2 separate regions of the Bos taurus genome follow, and region 1 is linked to region 2. Evidence: chromatin contacts called from public Hi-C data. All regions are on one chromosome and are shown on one strand. The core of a region is the stretch at or near the end of the contact, and the rest is flanking DNA. Distances in the headings are between cores, read along the strand shown.

Evidence for each region. Hi-C and Micro-C count contacts between places; a contact is called where the count stands out from the background.
Region 1: a Hi-C map of an unstated tissue shows a contact between it and region 2, with 3 times the contacts expected there. The contact joins two enhancer-like sites. A contact is called at or near these places in 2 of 11 Hi-C or Micro-C datasets (blood and an unstated tissue).

The regions. Positions count from the first base shown.
Region 1 is chr26:47,538,813-47,543,401 of ARS-UCD2.0, forward strand. No RefSeq gene overlaps it. Among named protein-coding and RNA genes, the nearest start is that of MKI67, 3.3 kb to the left of the region's middle. Within about 2 kb of position 2,394, at least 8 of the 102 cell types and tissues checked have an H3K27ac peak or open chromatin away from gene starts, as enhancers often do.
Region 2 is chr26:47,488,172-47,492,600 of ARS-UCD2.0, forward strand. It overlaps PTPRE (protein tyrosine phosphatase receptor type E), which reads left to right. Exons shown (of 19, transcript NM_001205531.3): 13 at 109-202; 14 at 1,471-1,547; 15 at 2,327-2,461. Among named protein-coding and RNA genes, the nearest start is that of PTPRE, 34 kb to the left of the region's middle. Within about 2 kb of position 1,805, at least 7 of the 102 cell types and tissues checked have an H3K27ac peak or open chromatin away from gene starts, as enhancers often do.

The DNA of each region.
Region 1 (4,589 bases), core at 1,144-3,643, 51 kb after region 2:
CTGGGGACGCCCACCCTTGGAGCTTGGTTTTCCTTGATCCGAAACTGCTGTTCTCACAGCTTGGTCTGGGAGCCCTCGGGAATCTCTGAGATCCTTGCAAAGGGAAACCCATCTTTGTAATAACAGACGGTCCTTGCCCTTTTCACTGCCATTTCTTATACGTGGAGGATGGCATTTCCCTGGTGCAGAAGCAGATGAGAGAATCCAGCTGTTTTGTTGTTGTTGTTGTTGTTTACTAAATCAGTATCACGGAGATTTGCAAAAACATACAATAATGCTGCTCTTTCACTAATTTTTGATAATAGAGGTTTTTTTTTTTTTAAAGGTGTTTCTATGTGAAAATGAAACGGGATCATCACTGCTTTAAAGTGAATAAACGAAACTTTTTAAAAGTATTAAGTAAAAAAAAAAAAAAAACGTATTAATAGCCTGTGTAAACAAAAGGGCTTAGTGGTCCTCAGTGGATTCTTTTAGGAGCGGAAAGGGACCCTAAGACTCTAAGCCTTTATGCTCCTGAAAGGTGGGAGAGAGCCTGGAAACCTGACGCTCCTGTATAGGATTTCCAGCTCCGGATCCTGTGTGACAAAGCTGCTGGGGCTGTGTAGTGTAGATGCCTGGATTCTATTAACCTTCTTGGGGGATTCGTTTCATTTCTTCCCCCTTACACTATCAAAGCTCATCCCTGATCCACCCCGTAAAATGCTGCTCTGTCACTCTGATTATTGTTTGTCATCAGGACTGTTCTGTGACCCTGTGGGAGCAGCCTAATTAGAACTAGGAGGTGCTAGATTTCCTGTCAAATAATCTTACAAATCCTCGGCTACACACACCATACCTTCAGTCCTCCAGCGAGAGCAAGGAATTAGGAAAGACTTCAGGGACCGTCAAAATTGGGGCGCTTAGGTCTGCGGGAGGACCCCATTTTAAACTGTTGATGGTAAACTGGAGCAGCGGTGTTTTCTGATGAATAGGAGGTTTGCCCCACAGCCCCAGGTTCCATCAAAGCCCAGGTCTCACTCCTGGGAGGAGCGTCCCTTTGCACAATCAGCCTTGAAAAGGACCCGGAATAGGGACCCTGTAGTTAAAGCACCGCCGACCCCGATGGACAGGAGTCTGCCGACCTGGGAGCTTTCAGGGAACCCACTTCCAGACCTTCATACTCTACACGCATGCGTGCGCGAAATCAATCAGCCTAAGAAAGTGTCTTGGAGTGGGGGCTGGGGGGGTGGGTCCCTATCCCCGGGCTGATCTCCCTAGCCCTCACCCTTCCTACTCTCACCTGCCAGAAACTCCGGAAGAGGCATTACTCCGCACCCAATGAAGGGACAGTTCAACGATTCCAGTAAACTCCAAGCCCCTCAGCCTGATTAGAGCGTGTACTTCCAATAAACTGAATATATGTATAATATTTACCATCTGTGAGACGTTTGTGTTCTTTGGTCATCCTTGTTCCAATAAATGGTCTGTATACTGACACTTGGTCCTGCTGGGGTGCAGAGAAGGGGCAAGGAGGGAGGCGCCCCTCCAGGCCCGTCCCATCCCCCCACCACCTCCACACACAAGTTCAGGGTCTCCCCGCAGGGTCTCCTCCGCACGGGCCGGTGCCCCATCCCAGTCCATGGGCTCTCTTGGGTCCCACCCAGGCGCCCTGGCCTCGGGACTCCTGGCTGCAGGTAGGGGTCGCAGAGCCCTCCAGCAGCGGCCCTAGACTCACCGCTTCACTCCCCACCCCCTTAATCACCCAGCTCCTCCGCCAGCCTTCCAGTCAAAGGAGGAAACAGCCCTCAGGCGTGGATCTGGGACAAGAAAGGCGGCCAAGGGTGGGGCTGGGGTCCTTCTGAAGTGCCTCCTGCAAGCTCTTCCTGCGCTGGTCAGCCGCCCTGCTGAGACCCTGGGGGCCTCTCGGTGTCTGGTCACTGTCAGCTCCAGCACCCACGCCCAGGCGTTGACTACGCCCCGGGCACCTGCCTGTTTCCAATCTCCAGCCCCAAAGCTAGGGTTGCTTCCCCAGGCCCTAAATCCCGGTTCTCCTGGGCTCCCTATGCAGGATGCCATTCGCCTCTCATCTCAGTCAGAAGCTGGACTCCTCGACCACTCCCCTTGGGCAGCATTCCACAGGTATGGTGACCAAGGTGTCTGTGGGGTTGCCCCTACTTGACTGCCAGCCTCTGTCCCCATTGGGTCTCCTGGGCCTTCATTCCTGGCCCCCCTAGGAGGCTAACTGCATCTGGGTCCAAGCACACGTGGGGCCACACCTCCCCCTCCAGACTCCCCATCACCTCGGAGCCATTCCCTTAGTCCCAGCTCTGAAGGGGTGTGGTACAATCCTGCTGCCCCTGGGACCTCAGCTCAGGACCTTCTAGAGAGGATCTGATCACAGTAGACAGGGAGCTGCTGCAAACAGTCCCCAGATCATGTGACTTCCTGGGCTACACCCTTCAGAGGTTGCTAACTGCTCTCAGAATTGAATAAAAACTCCTGCCAGGACCTAGAGGCCACTGTGACCTGGGCCTCTCCTCCTTGGTCTGTGTCTGTGTGGTCCCAATCCACTTCCAGCTCAAGCCCCTAGAGTTCTTCCTTCTCCAAAGGTGCCCAGATCCCTCCTAGCCTCAAGGCTGTTGATTCCACCCACTATCCCAGGGAACTTTTCACTGTGGGAGGAAGGGGAGGTGGGCTTTGCAGACAGGCTGAACCACAGCTAGAACAGGTTGTTCAAGAGCCCACATTGAGGAGTCAGCCTGGACGTTCCCGAGCGGTGAAGGATGGCTCCAGCCACCCGGCACCTACCCTGTGCCCACAGTCGACTGAAGAGCCCAATGAGAAAGGGAACCAGCGCACTGGTTTCTACTTTGAGTTTAGAGAGAGAAGCTGGACAGAACATCGCACCAAAACACATGAAAGGAATTTTGAGAAACATTTTTTAATTTAAAAAGCTAATAGTATATGTTGTTGCTATGGAATATTTGAAAAATAGACTAGTGTAGAAGAAAAAATAACTTATCCCAAGATGCACACACAGGCACACACAAAGGTCGGTCATATTTTTTATGTATAGTGTTATTTTGCATGATAAGCAGTGCATATCTGTATAAACACACACTAGTTTTTCTTATACTTTCATTTAGGATTATTACATAAGTATTTTCTCATTCACTTTTGGTGAATATCACTTTGATAATCTTAATTCCTTGTGTTTGAACATTTAAGGTTTTCCCTAACATTTTATTATTATAAGTAATTGGCTAATGAACATATTGGCAAAAACCTTGTTTTGACATAACAGATTATGTCCTTAGTTTATATTGCCTAAAATCTAGTTTCTAGATCAAATAATATTTGCTTCTTGTCATCAAATTGCATGCTTTTCAAAAGGCTTACAACAATTTTTCTACTCAGTGCAATGCTTGAAAATGCATATTTTACCACCAGTTCTGAGCATTCAGATTTTAAATTCTCTGCTATTTTGATTAGCCAAAGATGGGATATTGTTTCCATTTTCATTTTCATTTTCATTTTTTAATATTTAATTTTTATTGAAATATAATTGATTTACAATGTTGTATTAGTCTCAGGTAAACCATAAAGTGATCACTTCAGGTGCGCAACTATATATACGTATATATACATACCTATATTCTTTTTCAGATTCTTTTCCATTGCACATCAATACAAGATATTGAGTATAGCTCTCTGTGCTATACAGTAGGTCTTTGTTGGTTATCTATTTTTCATTTTGAATTTAAAATGTCCTGGTAAGGTCGAATACTTTTCCTTACCTATTTAAATTTTTCATCTTTTTTACTTTTGGGCAACAGTCTTTTTTGTGCCATTTCCCTAAGTATCTTTAATGTCTTTGAGTTTTCTTTATCAATTTATTTAACAATATATAAATTCTTGATCTGCAGAGTTAGCAGAATTTTAAAAGCCAGGCATAAAGCCAAAGAATATTTAAAGCTTGGATAAATGTGTATAAAGAATAAAACTCCCTAGCTCTCTGAGAAAATTCTATGCATGGCTGACATACATTGGTGGGGGCAAGGGACAGATAAGATCAAAAAAGCTGTCTTCAAAGATGGCCCAAAAGCCCACAGTGAGACTCCCAGAGTAATGTCGCTTGAGTATAAAATGGGAAAATAAAAGTAAAATAAGGTCAGAAAGCACAGCAGGTCCTTGATCCCTGGATTCCTTGAAGGGACACTGGATTCCTTGATCTCTATCCAGGAGTGGCTTCACTTCAAATGGAGACACCGGCATATCAGCAGGCAAAGGACAGTGAGGGGCTCTGCCAGCATGCCGACATCCCCAAAAGATGCGGAACAAAACCATCACATCAGAGGGGAGCTGACATAGGAGGAAACGATCTTACTGGAGAAGGTTATTACCTCTAGGTATATGAGTAGCTGAACTAGGTAGGTAATTGATAATCTAATATAAAAGATCATTCTTCCCATTGTCAAAGGTTTGAAAAACAATGTGAAACGTTCAGTTCTGTGGTTTTCATAATTCTTGGAATCCCAGGGCCAGATGGTGCCCCTGGAGAGAATCTCATAAAACCTCTTTCCCAGAGGTAAAGCGTGTCTCATCATTGC
Region 2 (4,429 bases), core at 555-3,054:
CAGTTTCCTCTGAGCGGGTGTCCTTGATGGCAGTGGGGTTAGAAGGCTGAGCAGTCTCTCGGGAACATCAGGGTTTTAACTGCGTGGCTGTGTCTCTCTTGGCTGCAGAAACTGACAAACGTCCGCATCATGAAGGAGAACATGAGGACAGGCAATCTGCCCGCGAACATGAAGAAGGCCAGGGTCATCCAGATCATTCCATGTAAGGGCCGCCCGCGGAGGGCAGGCGCGCGCAGCAGGCGCTGTCGGCGGGCATCCTGGGGCTTCAGTCGCTGGAAGGTCGTTGACCACCTGCTCCTGTAAACCGGGGGTCCGGGGTGGGGTGCCCTCGGGGAGCTCTGTCAAGTGTGGGGAAGAGAACGCCCACCTGTGAAGACATGAGTGACCTAGGCTGTCCCACGCGTGTCAGGCAGGCATCTCGTGACCTGGACTTGGAGGCAGGACAGGGAGGGGGACTTCCTGGAAATGGAAAGATGAGCTTCGGGCCTGACGTGGTGCCTCCTGATTCTACGAGATGCCATCCTGTCTTCCCCCAAGCGGGTGGAGGCACGACACCCCCCTGTACACAGAGTGGGGTCCTGGCCCATGCTGTGCAGCCGGATCCGAAGGGAGCTCAGCTGAGATCTTCCAGGGAGAAGCCTTGGGGCCGGCACACCGTGGGCAAGGGAGGCATCGGGCGCTGGGCAGCCTGAGGTCTAAGGGGACGGAAAACCTACAGGCCTGGTAGAAGCAGAGGCATCGGAGGAACCCCAGGGGAAGAGAGGAGGCGGAAGGGCTCACCCAGACCTCCCCTCCACATCCTCTCCTGGACTCCAGCTCCTGCAGCGGCAGGCCCTCACATGGACCTGCCCAGGCCGGCAGTGCGTGGGTCTGGGCAGGCCCTCTCCAGCCTCAGACCCCGGGGGCTCTATGGCTGTGATGCCTCTGGCCGGCTACGCCAAGTTGCCTGGCCGGCCACACTCCTTTGACACCTTAAGTTTACTTTAATGCTTACGTTTTGGTATGAATGACCTCAATTTAGGGCTTCCCTGGGCACTCAGCTGGTAAAGAATCTTCCTGCCATGCAGGAGACCCAGGTTTGATTCCTTGATCAGGAGGATCCCCTGGAGAAGGGATAGGCTACCTGCTCCAGTACTCTTGCCTGGAGAATCCCCAAGGACACTGGAGCCTGGTGGCCTACAGTCCACGGGGTTCCAATGAGTCAGACACGACTGAGCGATTAAGCACAGCCCAGCACCTCAATTTATGACTGATGAAGACAATGAGTCAGTTATTTGAGAACTTTGCTCACAAAACACAGCTTCCCCCGGCCACTTGAAGGAACCTAGTTTAGGAAGGAAACCTTCCAAGGGGTTGACTGTATTTAGTGATTTTATCCATAAGCTTTGTCTCAGAAGCTCCTAACAGCGAGTTCAAGTTTGCCAGGCAGGATGGGGTCGCTTCTGACCCAGGGGATGCACTGCTTTACAGATGACTTCAACCGCGTGATTCTCTCCATGAAGAGGGGCCAGGAGTACACAGACTACATCAACGCGTCCTTTATAGACGTAAGTGCCGGGCCCCCGCCGAGCCTGCGTGCCTGGCGGGGACGCAGCTCCTTTGCCCCATGATTTCAGTCTCTTCAGCTACTTGCTTTCACAATCAGAAAGGGTGGACACGCCCCCAGAAAGCCAAACCAGTTCATTAGCAAACACTTGCTGAAAAAAAAAAGGAATAAGGAACTTTGAAGTAGAGGATGTACGTGCACTTTTAAATAATTGGCTGCTTTTCCATTCTGCCTTTAATACGTCATAGCTTCTCTTTTGCTCGGCTGTTACACTCCAGCCCTCTGTCCCTGCTCATTCGTGCTTTCTGTCCTGTGACCACAGTTCAGTTCAGGCCCCATCACAGCCTGCCTTGTGCACAGCGGAGCTAAATGGGTGGGAGACAGCATTGCAGTCAAGTCTGTGCTCGGATTCTGGTTTACAGATGAGAGAACACTGTGCCGGAGAGGGGGTCACGTGGGCACCAAGCCAGGACTGGGGAATTAACTCACTTCCTCTAACTCCGCACCCTCTCTGCCCTGCCTTGATGCTAAGTTAGCTGTGACACATACAGACGCATTAATAGAATCGAAGCCAGTCCAAGCAAGGGTCCTGTTACATCCGTACAGAGGTGAAGGGGCCCCTTGACCTGTTTTCTGAGCACGTGCCATCTGGGTCTCGGCTCAGGCCCCGGAAGCCTGAATGCCGTCCCTCCTGCAGCCCTGGGCTGTCCTAAAGCCACATGTCCCAGCGTGGGAGAGCGGTGGCAGGAAGCCAGACTTGAACCTGTCTCCCATTTGAAGGGCTACCGGCAGAAGGACTACTTCATCGCCACCCAGGGGCCCCTGGCGCACACGGTGGAGGACTTCTGGAGGATGGTCTGGGAGTGGAAGTGCCACACGATCGTGATGCTGACCGAGGTGCAGGAGAGAGAGCAGGTCAGCCCGCCCCCCACCCCCGCCCCAGCGGCCTCCAGGGCTGCTCACACCCACCAGGTGCAGCCCACCCGACGGACTGCCTGTCCCCTGGGAACGCCTCACCTGCCATCGGCTGTGAGGCCAGGCCACGACTACTGAGGAGGGAGAGAGGCTGCAAATGAAAAAGGTTTTATTTCAACTCCTTCCCCCGCCAACTCCAGTTCATTGTAACTATCCACTGGCTGTTGTTCTTAGCCTATATTTTATTTAAAGTGAAGTCGCTCAGTCGTGTCCGACTCTTTGCGACCCCATGGACTGTAGCCTACCAGGTTCCTCCGTCCATGGGATTTTCCAGGCAAGAGTACTGGAGTGGGCTACCATTTCCTTCTGCAGGGGATCTTCCTGACCCAGGGATAGAACCCTGGTCTCCCGCATTGTAGGCAGACGCTTTACCGTCTTAGCCACCTTTAACCAGCCTTGAATTTCTGCCATTTTGTGTTTGCCACAAATACATATTTGGTCACAACCTGTTGAAGGAAAAGACCTTTACTCACTTTTCTTGGGACAAAAAGACAGAGGTATTGAAATGTGTGCCTAATTAATATAGTCCTGGTAGAACTGAACGGGTTAAATATTTCTTTTCTCCCAGAGATCCATCCAGAGGCACATAGTCTTCTTGTTTTTATTTAATAAAGCATCATCCAAGTGAGAAACCAAACTGTTGCTGATAACATACACTTACCTAGGCGTTCTCCCAAGAGGCATCCACTACCCTGAAGTCGTGGGGTTTTACTTCTTTGCCTTTTTAAAAACAGTTTTATTGGGATATAACACACATATCATGCAATTCCTCTTTCTAAAAGGTATAGTGCAGTGGTTTTTAGTGTGTTCACAGAGTTGTACAACATCACTAATTCCAGATCATTTTCATCACCTGAAAAGAAACCCCATACCCAGGAATGATCACTGCCTACTCCCCCCTCACAATCCCTGCAACCACAGATTAGTTACTTTCTGAGTGTGAATTTGCCTCATCTGGACATTTCATATAAATGGAATCACGCCACCTATTTCTCATGATTGAGCACTTTCACTTAGCATGTTTATAAGGCTCATTCATGAATCAGTTCCTCACTCTTTTTTTTAAATAGTATGGCCCTAAATTTTGTGTATTCATCCATTAGTGTTTGGACATTTGGGTTGTTTCACTTTGGGCTGTTACGAATACTGTTTTGAACATTCATGGACAAGTTTTTACGTGGACACACAGTTTTATTTCTCTTAGGTAGATGCCTGGGGCTGGAACTGCTGGGGCCTGTCATAACTATATTGCAAACTCATATCACTTAACTGTGCAAGCGGCCCCACCAGTAATGTACAAGTGTTCCAGTTTCTCCCCCTCCTCATCAACACTTATAATTACCTTTTTAATTAAGCCCTCCTAGTGGGCGTTTCCTTAGCTTTTTAAGAAATCTTTTTTTATCGAGTAAATATATTCCTCAAGAAGCTACTATTTAGTTTTGTCTGCTTTTCAACTTCATATAAGAGGGCACCACTAAGATATACAATGGGGCTTCCCTGGTGGCTCAGCTGGTAAAGAATCTACCTGCAATGCAGGAGACCCGGGTTCGATCCCTGGGTTGGGAAGATCCCCTGGAGAAGGGAACGGCTACCCACTCCAATATTCCGGCCTGGAGAATTCTACAGACTCTACAGTCCATGGGGTCACAAGGAGTCAGACACAACTGAGTGACTTTCACATAAGGTATACGGTCTTCCGAGACTTGACTTTTCCACTCAGAGTTATGCATTCAATATTTTGCTGTGTTGCTGCCTGTAACTGTGGCTCATTCACCATTATTTCCTTCTGCTCCATGACACAAACTGTACATCCTGTATCCATTGACTTGCCCCTCCTTCTGCCACGGGCATTTGGGTTGGTTTCATTTTGTTGTTTTACAAACAGTGCTGTGGGTACTTTCTCGTATG